Regions from separate parts of the Gossypium hirsutum genome. Here region 1 is linked to region 2. Evidence: chromatin contacts called from public Hi-C data. All regions are on one chromosome and are shown on one strand. Each heading gives the region's core, a stretch centred on a gene start, on an enhancer-like site or on the middle of the called end of the contact. The rest is flanking DNA. Distances are from core to core; before and after follow the strand shown.

What was found. A called contact is a pair of places that touch in the nucleus more often than the background predicts.
Region 1: a Hi-C map of leaf shows a contact between it and region 2, with 2.1 times the contacts expected there. The contact joins the promoter of LOC107947140 here to the promoter of LOC107916758 in region 2. A contact is called at or near these places in 2 of 34 Hi-C or Micro-C datasets (leaf and seedling).

The regions. Positions count from the first base shown.
Region 1 is chrA01:107,329,220-107,336,613 of Gossypium_hirsutum_v2.1, reverse strand. It overlaps LOC107947140, which reads left to right and starts at 3,782. Exons shown (of 2, transcript XM_016881709.2): 1 at 3,782-4,102; 2 at 4,189-4,704. The coding sequence starts at 3,881. The coding sequence ends at 4,515. It overlaps LOC107947149 (SKP1-like protein 1A), which reads right to left and starts at 6,678. Exons shown (of 2, transcript XM_016881721.2): 1 at 6,154-6,678; 2 at 5,407-5,784. The coding sequence starts at 6,450. The coding sequence ends at 5,611.
Region 2 is chrA01:107,189,655-107,197,160 of Gossypium_hirsutum_v2.1, reverse strand. LOC107916758 (probable BOI-related E3 ubiquitin-protein ligase 3) reads right to left here and starts at 5,550. Exons shown (of 2, transcript XM_016846127.2): 1 at 4,868-5,550; 2 at 3,792-4,784. The coding sequence starts at 5,140. The coding sequence ends at 4,215.

The DNA.
Region 1 (7,394 bases), core at 2,533-5,032, 140 kb before region 2:
CATTTTCTTACTGATTATGATTCTATTAATAAATGCTACTATAATATAACGATAATTGAATGAAAGATTATAAAGTTCTTATTGACAAAATTTATGTTATGTTTTAAATGCATGTTAAGTATTGGTTTATAGAAGTACCACTGACTGTATACTAAGCGTACGGTTGTTTCCGTGTACAGGTTAGGTACAAACGTAACTAACGTCTCAGCATCCAAGCCAACTCCCGAACTCAAAAACTTGGTGATGTATCTTATCTTAAGGAATGGCATGTACCTAGGTTGTTTTAATGTTATTTTTATATATAAGAGATGTTAGTGAAGAATGTTAATAGCTGGCTCATAAATGTAAAGTGTATGATATAATATAGTTCATTTAGAATTAATTTGAATGGTTCTTAAGTATAAATTTTAGAGTTGTTTCGTTTAATGGTTGTTAAAATACATATGTTAGATTATTATACTAGTAGAATTAGTGTGTATTAGATGTGTTTAATCATGTTTGGATTGATTGAAAGATTGGATTTTAAATTTGCTTGTTATTCAAGGCTTGCAGAGTTGGTAAATTTGAACTATAAGGTTCATTTGAGTCCACACGGCATGTCACACGGGCGTTGGATAAGACCGTGTGAGATACACGACTTGCACACAGGCATGTTGTTAGGCCGTGTGTCTCCTCCATCCTTAAATGTGAAGTCAGGATAGTACACGGGCAAAAGACTGGGCCGTGTGTCTTGGTCGTGTAAAGGACACGGGTTTCAAGCATGGTCATATGTCAAAATCGTGTGAAAATGGTGAAAAATCAGTTTACCACAGGGCCCAGCCACATGGGCGTGTGCCCCTTTGATGCTTAAGAAATTGCAAGTCGGAATTGCCCACGGGATGGCCACACGGGCATGTGCCCCTAACTTCAAGAAAAATTTTCAAAAGTCTTCCAAAGTTGCTGGTTTAGTTCCAAATTATTTCTAAAGCATGAAATGGGCCCCGTAGGCCCATAATAGGGACTTTATGGTGAAATTTGAAAAGTTTTGATTTAGAATGCAAATTTATGATCTGGTTTTGTATAAATGATACTGTATAAGTTCGGTAATGCCTCCTAACCCTATTCCGGTGACGGATACAGGTTAGGGGGTGTTACAAGGGTACTCCATCTCCTTCATAAATCCTGCTGACGACAGTTTCCCTACTTCTTGCCTTACTGCCTCTATGACCTACGGAGCACGCTTTCTTTTCTTTTGCTTATTTGATTTAACTTCATAGAACACATTTAACCTATGAACAATTACTTAAGGATCCACCCCAGGCATGTCTGCAACCGACCACATAAAAACATTAGAATTCAGCGTTAAATAGTGGATCAAATCTTTTATTTCCTCCTCTGCCAATGCCTACGAAATTTTCACCACTGTATTCACATCATCATAGAACAACTGCTAGGTTTTCGTGACTTCTGTCTCTTTTGTCTTTTTAATTCTGTCTTCATCCCTCACGTCCAAATCCAAAACTTGACCATCCATTCCTGTCTGCAATGAGCATTGTCCTTGCTATACCTGTTCGTGTGTATGTTTGATCGATAACATGGGACATTGTCTTACTATTCGTTGATCATACTACATAAAGCCTATCCCTGCTATTGTAAGAAATTTAATCTTAATGTAAAAAGTTGCAATCATCATCTTTGCCATTCTCGAGCTCAATATACGAATTGTGTAGAGTCTGACTCGAATCCATTCGAGTTGTAGGTTAATATTACTAAATATCATAACAAACCTTTTCCTCTTCAAACTCGAATTTTTTTTCATTTTGACTCCAAAAAAATTGTCTTTCATTTTCTCTTAATAAAATTAATTTTATCTCCCAAATGATCAATATAATTTCGTATTCAAATTTCTTTTTAAACTTGTGTAGCTGAAGTGAGTTTAAAATATATACATAGGGTTAATTCAGAAAATATTATCTATCCTCCAATTGAATTCTAAAAGTATAAGAATTATACCACTTAGCTCATTTTGTTTAGTTTAGACACTAAATATCAACTTAAATCTAACATGAATCATATTTACATGTCAATCATATTATAAACATGTGTATCTATTACATAAAGAGTTTGAACATATCATGTTAATATATATGTATATATATAGCTTTCATAAATCTTATCGACATGATTTATTTTCATTATCACATTATATCCAAATTATTCATACAACAAATATATATTTAAATTATGTTTTACATCTAATTGACTTATTGAATTGACAAACCAACTTCACTGATATAACATTAATTTTGAGTACTTAGTTAGAAAAGTTTACATACCAAAAATAAAAAAATAACTGATAAATTTAAAAAAGCTTAATGCAATTAAATAATATATATATATATAAACCAGGAATGTTCCCTTTCCCTTAAAAAAAAAAAGATGGTGGAAATGAAGTTAGTGGTCCCTTAAATCATTCATTAAAGACTAAAAAGAAAAAAAAAGTAACAAAAATGATGGCAACAGTTGTCTTGGCAAATGGCAAACCGAATACCATACTCTACATATTAAATTACAAAAGCAATTCTCTGATAATTGAATGTATACAACATATAACATATATAATCATAATCATAAAATTAATAATAATTTTAAAAAGGCTTGTGAAAATATGACCCAAATACTCTGTTTTGGCAATGAGTTCTAATTTATTGTTTTCAGAACATGACTACTGAATACTGATATCTTGTTTTATTGTATAAATTTTTCTGATGGAAGCTGCCATTTTTGTTTTATTGATGAAAAAAGAAAGAAGAATAAAAAAATAAAAGGTGATATAAGCCAAAAGCTCTGTGTTTTTCATGTGTTTTGTCTTCTTCGTTTACTTTTTTTTTTTAATAAAATTATGAGTCGTTAGTTTATTATCTTCGGTTGATTTTTAAATTGAATTTATGATTTTTTTTTTTAAAATTTTAGCTTTAGGGATTTGACAAATCTTGAACAATAAGAATATATTTGGCATTCTTTTGGGTGATTGAAATGTATAGATTTTGTTTTAACCATGCTGTGCATAGATTAAAAAATTTATCATATCTCTATCGCATGTTAGATTTTCAATTATCACTTTTGAAGTTTTTAAACTCTATTATAGTGATAGCTTTATTGACATCAAATTTTTAATTATATATTTCACTGTTTTTCATAAATATTATGAACTCACATTTGCTTCAATTATTTTTTCACAACGGCAGGAAGTAGAGGTTATCTTGGGTTTGAACTCAATTTTGGTGTTACACTAGAACACGGCAATTGAAAGCTTTAAAAGATAAGATTTAAATATGGCCAAATTTTGCTACTAATTTATCTACTTGGATTTTTAATTTTTTATTTAAAGATTTTATTAGTATTTTTTATCAAAATTTTTCTATTAAATGAGAGTAGCTTAATTATCATGTTAAGAAACACTAATGGTATTAATTATTTCACTTAAATTTTATTTTATTGTAAATACTAAATCCCTAATTTTATTGTAACCTTTATATTTGTTCATGGTGTCTGCCTAAACCTCTTTGTTAAAGAAATGGAGTGAGAGAACATTTGGGCCTAAAAGGCGAAAGAAAAAGTAATGAAGTTGGACATAAGTATGTAATTAGAAAACCCATTATTTCACGAAGGTCCAATCCACCATTAGGTGTTAGCCTCTGGCTTCTCTTCAATTGAGGTCACCTTGTAAAGAATATCGTAAGTTCCAAGCTAGGTTTAGGGTTAACTTTTTATTCCCTTTTAACTTTATTCACATATATATAAGAAATAACAAACGCACTGTCCAATTCGAAACGCTGTGATATTCCCTTCTGTGTTTATTCTTTGAATAGAGGGTTCTTTGGAGAGTGATATCTCAGTGATGGATGCAGAAAAGAAGACTTGGTTTTGGCTCGACCGAACCTTGTTAATGTGTTTGCTTTACTTTGCTGTCGATGGTAATAAACAGCACTTTATTGCCACGCTCGTCGCATTGATATTGCATGATTTCGTAGTTTACATGGTCAAGCTCCTTCTCCAGGATATTTATGCTCTTTTCTCCACTCTGCTACACAACTTGAAGTTAAGATCTTTAAACAAAAGCGTAAGTGCCTTATTATTATTATTGTTATCATTATGGTGGATTGAATTTGCATGCATGATCTGACATTCATGAATGTATTGTTTCAGGATACCATTAAGGGAGGAAATTACAACAGCATGAGAGAAAAGGAGGAAGTAGAAATAAGGACAACAGTGAAGAATGAAAAAGAAGGTGAAGAGGGAAGCATGCAGGTGCAAGTTGCATGTGAGACTTGCGGGATGTTCAAAGAGGAAGAAGCAAAGAAAGCCAAAGGGAAATACAAGGATAAGTACAAGAAAAAGTTGCTGCAAAAGGAGGAGAATTTTGATAGAGTTAAAAGCACTTTGAAAGATAAATATAATGAAGATAGAGACAAGTGGGAAGAAGAGAGAAAGTTGCTCAAGATAAAGTATGAAGAGATGCGATGGACATAAACCAAACAAAAAACCCTTTAATTACTTAGTTATTAATGTTATATTGATAGATAACGCCTTAAGAGGGCATATTAACGAATACTACTAGTTCTGATGCTTTTTAAATTTATGGGTATATTGATATATCAATGTTTATTCCTGTTGAAGAAAAACATTCAAGTTTAATGTTTACTTGAGAGAGGATAATCTTAAGCACTCTTCAAAGCTTTACTCAAGAGAGGATTACTCAGAACTGCAAAATCATATCATCAAATGAAATCTCCATCAGGCATGTTTGCAAGACTTGTTCATCAAGTTTACATTAAAACCAAGACACTTGAAAACATGGGGAGGATTCGATTTAGCTGCTATTAATTTCATAACTTTTTATACATGCAAGTACAATATTGTAAATCCAACCAATGAAACAGTGTTACCATGTGAAGTTACAGATTAGGGCCAGTAGGTCCCATGAGAAGTACATCTAAAATCCAATGAGCTAACCACAAAAATTCTTTATATTTCAATCTGGAGCTAGTTTAGCATTGCAAAGTCCTTTTGGAAAACACCGATCAGTCATTTTCTTGGTTGAAAAGCACATTCTAAAGCTGCTTTTGCTGTCAAAGGGCTTTTGGATAGTCAGGCTAAATATACCCTTAAACTGAATCCCCCTAAAATTGGATTTCTATGCTTCCATTAAAGGTGGTAAAGGATTGTCCAAAAATAATAAAAAAAAACTTGAGCACACAAGATTCATAGAACTCGGATTGTATAATGTATGTAAATAAGCATCTGGTTCAATTATATATCGTAAATATGTATGTATGCATTGCACATCACTTAGCCAAGTAGAAGTTAAATAAAAGTGAGAAGAACAGAAACAACAAAATTACTAAAGAATAGCAATGCATATTAAGAAATTCTAATTTATATTATGATAATAGAGGAGGGGAGAGGTTCATATTAAATATCCTCTAGAATAGAAGACACTAATGCATATAACAAAATAAGCCAAAAGAAAGCCAATGTTCTTAATTTTTTTCCCCAACTTGAAAACCTAACCAGAAAAGCATATAAACTATAATAATATCAACATTAAATTTAAAGGCTTTCCTATCACTCGAATGCCCATTGATTCTCCCTCCTAACCTCCTCTTCTTCCTCGGGGGTGAAATCGTTCTTGATGTTGAAGGTCTTGCGAATCTCCTCGGGTGTCTTTCCCTTTATCATATCAGCCACAGTTTGGCAGGTCAAGTCCAGCAAGCTCTTGATATTCAGATAGTTCGCTGCCTGCAAATCCCAATATCAAAAGGTTTACCATACGAATAGAAAATAAGCACGAACAAAATAAGCAACAATCTATACGTTTAATACTTCAATTCCCATTATCAAGACCAATACACCGGTATTTCCAGGTAATGAAAAAAATTTGAAGCTTGTAAATTATGTGTCTTAATGAATCAAGGGGAATTTATTCACCATACGCCTCCTGATTGGGATCGTGCGAACTGATTCAAAAAACGCTAGGGAAAAAAAACGATGTCCGGTAACAGTAGAGCAATAAACAGATGAGCAGACGATTTCAATTAACCCAAACAGCTCTAAAAGTAACAGCATTGTGAACGGAAAAGGAATTAGGGAAAAAGAGGGGAAACTGACCAGGATGAGATCAAAGAGGGTATTTTGGTCAACCTTGACAAAATCAGCATCCCAAACCTTGAGTTCGTCATCAGGAGTCTTTTCCTTGTCGGCAGCAGCATCGACATGCTTCTTGCAGTACTCAAGGACCTTGGACAAGATCTTGCTGGTGACGTTTGGGAGAGGGATCTCGTTGTCGGCGCAATCGTCCTCGATCATGTGCTTGATCGTCTGCGACTCAACCGCCACCGCTTCCTCCACCTCAAAAGTCTCTCCGTCGGAGCTCCTCAACATTATCTTCCTCGAAGTCGACGCCATTGATTCTCACCACCGCAGACGGAAACCCTAATTTTTCAATAAAAAGAGAGGAAACAGAAACAAAAAAGAAAGAGCCAACCGAGAAAAAACTAAATATAATAATTTAACTCTGATTGAAACTGTAGGTATTTATAGAAAAATTCATGTTTGGAGCTATACGCTGTCGTTTATTATATCTATTGGAAATGGTTCTGGATGTTTCTGTCCGTTTACCTTTTTACCGTCGCCACCCCTTTCCAGCTTTTTACTTTTCAAATCAAACTTTTTTCTTTTTCTTTTTATTTATTTATTTTTATTTTATGAAATTACAATTACACATTTTACTTTTTAGGTATAAATATTAAAACAATCATAAATAATTAGACTTATGTGAGAAATGCATTTATTAAAAATCCATATAAAATCTAAATGATGATTGTAAAGTTAAATGTTTATTATGTATGATGTTTGAAGTAATAGTTAATTTTTTATTCTTTTATTACATAGAAATAGATAATAACACTTTCATAAAATATAAATTATTTTAGTGGATTCACAATTGAATTGGTATTTGATTGACTCATTATATTAATTCAGTAATACACTTAACTAAAGTAATTAATTTATTAATTAACTAAACTAAAAAAATAAATATTAATTAATTAACTTAACTCAACTAAAGTAATTTCTCAATTAAATTATTTTCCAAACTCAATTCTAATACTGTTAAAGTCATGTCAACTTTATTGTATTAGAATGTATGAGGAAATTAATTTAATTGCCTTATTCAACAAATCTATGATGACTAATTAATTTAATTCTCACTTCGAAACTCAATTATTTAATTACAATAAATTAAATAATAATTTGAAAAAATAAATTAATTTCTAAGTCATCTTTTGTACTTAGTGTCACATCCCAGTTCGAGCGGGTTCAAGGATAAAGCGTATAGTAGTGAAAGAATA
Region 2 (7,506 bases), core at 4,301-6,800:
CATAATTTATCTCAATATCTTGTTTCACATATAATTTTTTTTATGTATTTCACTTCTATTATTTCAACTACATATTTCTCAAGTTTTACAATTTAGTCCTTGTCATCATAAAAATTTCATTTTTTTCACAATTTCACTTTTACAATACTTTATGCATATTTCATCATCTCAAAACAAATTTATTAAAGTTCTATCATATTTTCCTTATTCACATATTATATTATTTCACACTTTATTTACTAATTTACCACAAAACTTCACCAAGTCTACATTTTAATCCTTAAATAACATGAGAATTCATGAGTACTTACCTTTTCCAACTTCTAATCACTTGCTCTTCCTTTTTTTCTCATCACTTGATTCATTTTCTCAATCTCTTTCTTCAACATCATATCAAAACATAAACTTTCCATGAGTAATCTTCACTTTAATTCATTACCTAACATATTTGAATTTAGATAAAATTGAAGAAAATTTCAGCTAATTTAGAAAGGGTAATTGCTTCATTAGGTCCCTGAACATTTTATATAATCACATTTTAATTTTGTGTCGTCACTGTATCAAGCAACACCACTAAAAATTATTTTTTTAAAGTTAATGATTAAAGCATAATTGAGAGAAAAGTAGGCTGATATCGCCTGACATATTGGCGGCATAGTTGGGAGCTGTTGAAAACGGCCAATTTTCATAAATAATTTTTCTCCTAATCCATTTTTATAATTAATTAATATTTTTGAATTATTTATATATATAAAAAAGAAACCTCCTCCATAACTAATTTTTGGGTGTGATTCTCCAAAGTTGCGTATTATTTGACTTTCTTTTTTTTTTCTTTGAGCGTTCTTTGGTTTCACAGTGGCATTTCTTGAAACAAATTTTTTTAAAAAGTTTTTTTAATATCATGCTTAAAATGTTTACTCTGTGTTTTAGCATTTGCTTCAATAGTTTAGTGGTAGGCATAAAAATAAGGCTGCTAAAATAGAATAATTTAGTTGTTCATGGATGATTTCATTAGAGAATTAAATGTGATGAGAAGTTGATAGTATATATACATGATATAGTTTGCACCTTTTATCATTAAAAGAATCAAATGGATATACTTAATAGATCTTTCGTCCGATGCAAACTGTCTGTGTTCTTGTTCTTGTTATGTTCAGTTCAATACACTGAATGAGTTGCAGTCCTTGCATTATTCATGAAGTTCTCAAACTCAGTAGTTGTTGGGGGGACTTATGCCTACATATTTCAATTATAATATTTATTTGCCTTTGGATGCTAGGCACACGTATTTGTTTTATGCAACCATGACCAATAGGGAACAATTATTATATGTATTCTAAAAATAAAATGTGATGAATAATCCCGCCTACAAAAGTAAACTCAAGTACTTGCCCATCATGTCTTTTTGTATTCTACACATTGTAAACAATTTCATGGAGTGCCTCATTCCAGAGTTGGGTCAACAAGTTGTATAAGTATGTTATCTTGCTGTGAAATGTGGAATACTTAATTCTATCAACAATTTGTACTATATAAATAATTTGATTAACTCGTTAAAATCAACTTGAGTCGAATTGACTTTAAATCAAAATCGAATAAGTCAAGCCAACGGTTTTTTTTTTACTTTTTAGGTTTTATTTATTTATAAAAAAACTATTAATAAGTTTTAAAATTTTATTTGAATTGAACCAATTTTTTTATATTATTATATTTCTAATTAACAAATAAAAAGTAAAATACTATGTTAATAGGTTTATATAAGTAATAAAATAGTGGAGCCTCATAGAAGAACCTCTGGAAGTATTGTTGAGATGGTGAATCCTGACTTGCGTTATGTTTGTAAGTTCTATTGTGAACTTAGGCCTAGGCTTCATTTTTCATGAAAAAAACAGTACAATTTTCTTTGAAAGTATTGATTAATTTATGGCTTGTAATTTAAATTTTAAAATTTGGTTATTTAATTATTTGAATAATTGGATTTATAATTGAGTTTAGTTGGATTGGATTTTGTATACAATATTAGTTATTTAGTATTTGGGTATGGATATGGGTATAAAATTAATTAAAATTTTAATCAATTTATTTTGTTTGAAAATTCAAAATCGGAAAATGCCATCAAAATCGACTAACTATATTGAATAAGTAAAAAAAAAATTGATTAAACCAAATGTTTGGGATTCGGTTCAATTTGGTATATTCGGTTAATTGAATTTTTGTATGGCCTTACTACACAAATAATTTTTTTGAAGTCAAATGACATTTTTAACTTTTATTTATAATCCAACATATTTTATGTGATATGTATGAGGTATACAATTATTTTTCTGTTGAAATTCATTTTAAAATATATAATATTTATAACCTAATTTATTTTATGTAATATTTATATGGATATACAATTATTTCCCTATTAAAATTTATTTCAAATATATAACATTATATCTTCAAATTTGTAATGGTTATATTTTAATATTTGAAATATAGATTATATAGTCCAACTAAGTTTTCCAAATAATTAAAATTGATTGCTTACAAATATTTTAAATTTACATTTCATATATAAAAATATTAATAAAGTTACAATAAACTAATTTTTATATTCTTACTAAAATATCATAATATTAATAAATTTGAACATTATTTAAAGGAATAATATTTGATTCACCGTCAAATAATAATATGATACTATACCTTGAGAAATCAAGAAAAAAAATGATACATCATCATTAAATTAGAGAAAAATAAGACTTATAAATAAATACTAATAATTTTATAACATAATTAAACATTAATAGTAACTATTGTAAATAAATATCAATAATTCTTGGATTTAGGATCTTGGGTTTAATGGTTTAGGATCTAGGATATCGAACTTTAAGTTTTAGCATTTATTTATAATTAATTATGTTTAAATAAAATTATTAGTACTTATTTTTACAAGTCCTCTATTATTTTTCTTTTATTTAATAATGAAATGTCATGTTATTAATCACTGATAATATATGGGACTTCTGTATTGATAATGGATCACATATTCTTCCTTATTTAAATTTACTTTTTGGTAAATTTTAAACTCGGTTTTTCCCAACTCTTTTTAGAAGTAAAGAGAAACTAACTCTCTACAAGCTTTCGTCACGAAGCTCACTCATACAAGGTATAAGCACACCTATTTAATATTATCTCAAGGAAGGTTATTTGTAACATCTACTGATTGGGTGCAATTGTTATATCTAAACTCGCCCAAAATGGCTTACCATATCCACATAAGCTCCTCACTTAATTGTCATTGATTCACCTAAAAACATTTCTTCAATCTAAAGCTGTAAGGAAGCTCTTCATGGCCTTACATCATAAGCATCCGTCCAGAACGGGCTTGGGCCTAGCTAGCTACTCTATATAAGCCTCCTTTGTTTCCAAGAAAGGGGAGGCTGAACATTTCGCTGATACCCTTTCTAAATTGCTCCCCCCATAATCTTTAAAGATCTCCCCTACCAGCTTTTTGACCACCATTATATATATTGAAAATTTTGTAGCATACTAAAATAAGGCTTATAAAAAAAGAGAAACAACATAAAAATAGCTTAATATTGTTCAAATAAAAAGATTGAATATCGGCATTCAAATTTAAAGCATTATTTGATTAATTAAATCTTACTATTTAATTGAAAATTTTTCAATAAAATGGTTAGAAAATTTTGTAATTAAAATAAACTTTAGATTACAAAATAAATATTGAATTTGAATATTAGAAAGATGGTTTTAAGAAGATGAAGAATAAAAAGAAAAGAGGGTTAGCATGTAATCTGACATATCATTCCATCTTTCTCTCCAGTCACTGCCCAAACCCAAAAATAATTGCCAACATCAGATAGGATCAGTCTGTCATTATATTAAGTATTGCTACCACTGCTACCTATACAATGGGTCAGGCAAAGGCAATAATTTCAAGAACTGAAATTTAAAAAAAAAAAAAACACTGTCCTATTGCTCTAGATATCTGTTCAATTCTTTTTCTTTTCTTTTCTTTCTTTTTTTTTTGCGTGTTTAAGTACATGTTCAGTCTAATATCCTTGCCCATAGTACCTAAAAAGGCAAAAAAAAAAAAACTGGAGAGAAAAGGGGAAACAATAATAATGTCTAAACTCCATATGGATTTACTTATGTTCATCCACCGTCATCATCATGCTTTCCTGCAAATTTTTTTTTACCGTGACCTAAGAAATCAAGGCTTCAATGCAAGCTTTCTTTGGTGTTCTACAAACGGGACAAGAATCAAGAAAAGTTGCACAATCCTTACACGAACAAAGGTGTCGGCAAGGAAGGAACAACACTGACGAATTTCGACAATAACAACATTTGCAAACCATTGTCGTTTTTTCTTCTTGTTCTTCTTGTCTTTGATTGCTGCTATCAACCGCTGCGAAACTTCCGTTTCCCTTTGTTTCCATAATCCCTTCGTTGTTGTCTTCGCATTCACAGCAAGACTCTGCGTCATCGACACCATTGTTAAAACGACAAGAAGCTTGTTCCTCCCGTACTTGTTCAAGCCTGTTGTTTAAAGACACAACCATGGCTTCATTCTCTTGCGCCACCCTTTGCCATGCTTGATTCTCCATCTCCAATTTCTTCAACATATTCTGAAGTTCCATTGTTTTGTTCCTCGCTTTAACAATCTCTTCATCTTTTTGTCTAAGCAAAAAAGAGGCCTTTGATTCTATCTTCTTCACCAATACTTCATACTGTTGTTTCCTTTGCTCTTGCAGTAACAACCTCAGCCTCTCATTCTGCACAAAATCAAAAATAAATAAATAAAGACCCAATTGAAAAGAAATGAAAAACTTGGGTTTTTTTGTGATTTTGTACTAACCTGTGATTTGATAAACTGATCAATCTCGTATCTTTGCTTCTCAAACATGATTGATTCACGATTGTTGTTAGTGCTACCAAAGGAAAAGGTTTGGTCCCTTTGGTGCTGGTTTTGAAGGTGTTGAAACTGTTGCAGTTGTTGAAGCTGTGATGATATCTGTTGATTGAAACCAGCAGCAGCACCAACAAGTCCACAACCATTATCGATCAAATCCAAAGAACCGCAAATTGGGAACCCAATATTATCAGAATACAACTGCGCTTGTATAGCCATTATTTATCCTTGTTCAACCACCAAACAAGAACGAAAACAAAAACCAAACAAAAAATACCCAAAATTTTAGCCTGAAGTCTTTGTTTTACCATAAATCAGCTCAAAAAATAAAGGGGGGGATTCTAGTTTGGATCAAAAAAACTCTCGATAAGTACAAACGTAAACAAAAAAGAGGTAAAGGGTGTTGGTGTATATTTATAGGAGACGGAGAGAAGGGTGAGGTCAGAATATTGATATAATATTAAAGAATGGGGTGGATTTGGATATATTTATAGGAGACGGAGAGAAGGGTGAGGTCAGAATATTGATATAATATTAAAGAATGGGGTGGATTTGGATTGTATTGAAGTAACTGAAAAAGCTTGAAAAGGAAAGGGAGAGAGAGGGCATAGGATACTGTTATTTTGTGCCATATTTTTCTCAAATGAAAAATCCTAGAAAAAGGCAGCTTTAAAGAGAGGCCAATGCCACGTATAGGACGCGCTAAGCATCGACGTACACATGCAGATTTTGTGACTAAACTATCGGCCTATTGAGTCAGAGATTTCACAGTTTGAACAAAAACTGAAATCTGAAGTGGTGGGGGGAGAGAAACTGATTTGGCCAGCCTTTTCATTTAGATTTTTGGTTTAATTGTAATTTAAGTCCCTCTATTATGTTAAATATTTTCGATTTAATAGGTCCAAATTGATATCATATTAACTACGGGGGTTAAAGTGATAATGTAGATTTCGTAAATCCATTATTGAATTAATCTGAAATTTTAACATAATTGAGGGAGTAAATAAAACTTTGGTTTTAAGATTGGAGAAGGAAAAGAAAATCAGAAATGTGTGTGGAAAGCCTGAATAATAGGAATCTTTATAATAAATTCTCATCTTTTATTGTGTACAATTTTGGGAATGTAAATCATTCATTTCTCTCTTATTTTGGGGAATTTTTGATGGGGGGTGAAAAAGGTTTAGATTTTCATTAAAAATAAAATAACTAATTTTGGAAGTCAGCAAATAGGGAATAATATTGTGAGTAACATAAAATCTTTGAAATTTTAGTAACAGCACACCATATCTTCATTTAATAGAAACTAAATTACTTCACCATTAATCCAAGATTACATACCTGATACCTCCTCTGGAATTTCAATTTCACTATATTTTCATTACTTCTATTACTACAACTAACCTTCGACTTTTTATATTTTTCATTTTCTAATTAGATTGTTTTTTTTTTAATTTTTTTAAGTGCAAAAATTCCTCCATTTTTTTTCAAAAAAACCAATTAACCTCCTCCTCTCTTTTTCACTCATTTGGGTATTTTAACTTTCAAAATACATCAAAAAAGCCCTCAAAGTTTTTCAAAAAAAGTATTTAAGCCCTTACTCTTTTTTTTTGCACTCAATTGGGTACTTAAACTTTCAAAATGCATAAAAAATACTCTCCCACTGTTTCAAAAAAAGCAATTAAGCCACTGCTTTTATTAAAAATTAGAAAAAAAACTTATAAAAATTTAAAATCAATAAAATCTATAAATAATATTAAATTTTAATAAAAATATAAAATATTAAAAATCATAATAAAATTTGTAAAATTTTATAAAAATCGTAAAAAATATAAAATATATAGAAATATAAAAAAAATAAAAAATGTAAAGAAATATAAATTTTGTAAAAAATTTTATAAAAATTATCGTATCAAAAGAAAAATTTTATAATTTTTCTAAAACTTTTATTGATTATTTTTTTTTATCATTTTTCACCATATGTCACGCAGTGTTTTGACACTAAATGACTTAATTGAAAAAAACTAGGGGTCATTAAATTTTTTATGATTTTTATAAAAAAATCTAATTTTTAATAAATCTTATATTTTTATTAAAATTTAATAATTTTTCTAAAATTCATTTTTTATAATTTTTTTAGTTTTTAATAAGAGCAGGGGCTTAATTGCTTTTTAAAAAAAAATAGGGTCTTATTGATGCATTTTGAAAGTTCAAGTATTCAAATGAGTGGAAAAAAAATGGGGGGATTAATTGTTTTTTTACACCATTAAGCCTAAAAAATCACTAATAAATTGAAAAGATAATATAATTATGAAACTTTTTAAACAAATATTTAACTAATTTAGAATTAGTTAAATTTTATTTTTATTTAATTTTTAAAAATTATTGAACATTAAAATAATAGAAAATTTTCTTTATAATCTTATTATATTTGAAAAATATAAATTTAATTTGATAAATGTTATTAATTTTAGTTTTTTTAGAATAACAATGTAAGCTTATTGAATATATAAAAAATTATAAAGAAAAATGCATAGAATAACTTTAAAATTTTAAAAAGCTTTGAGTGAAAAAAAAAAGTACTCAAA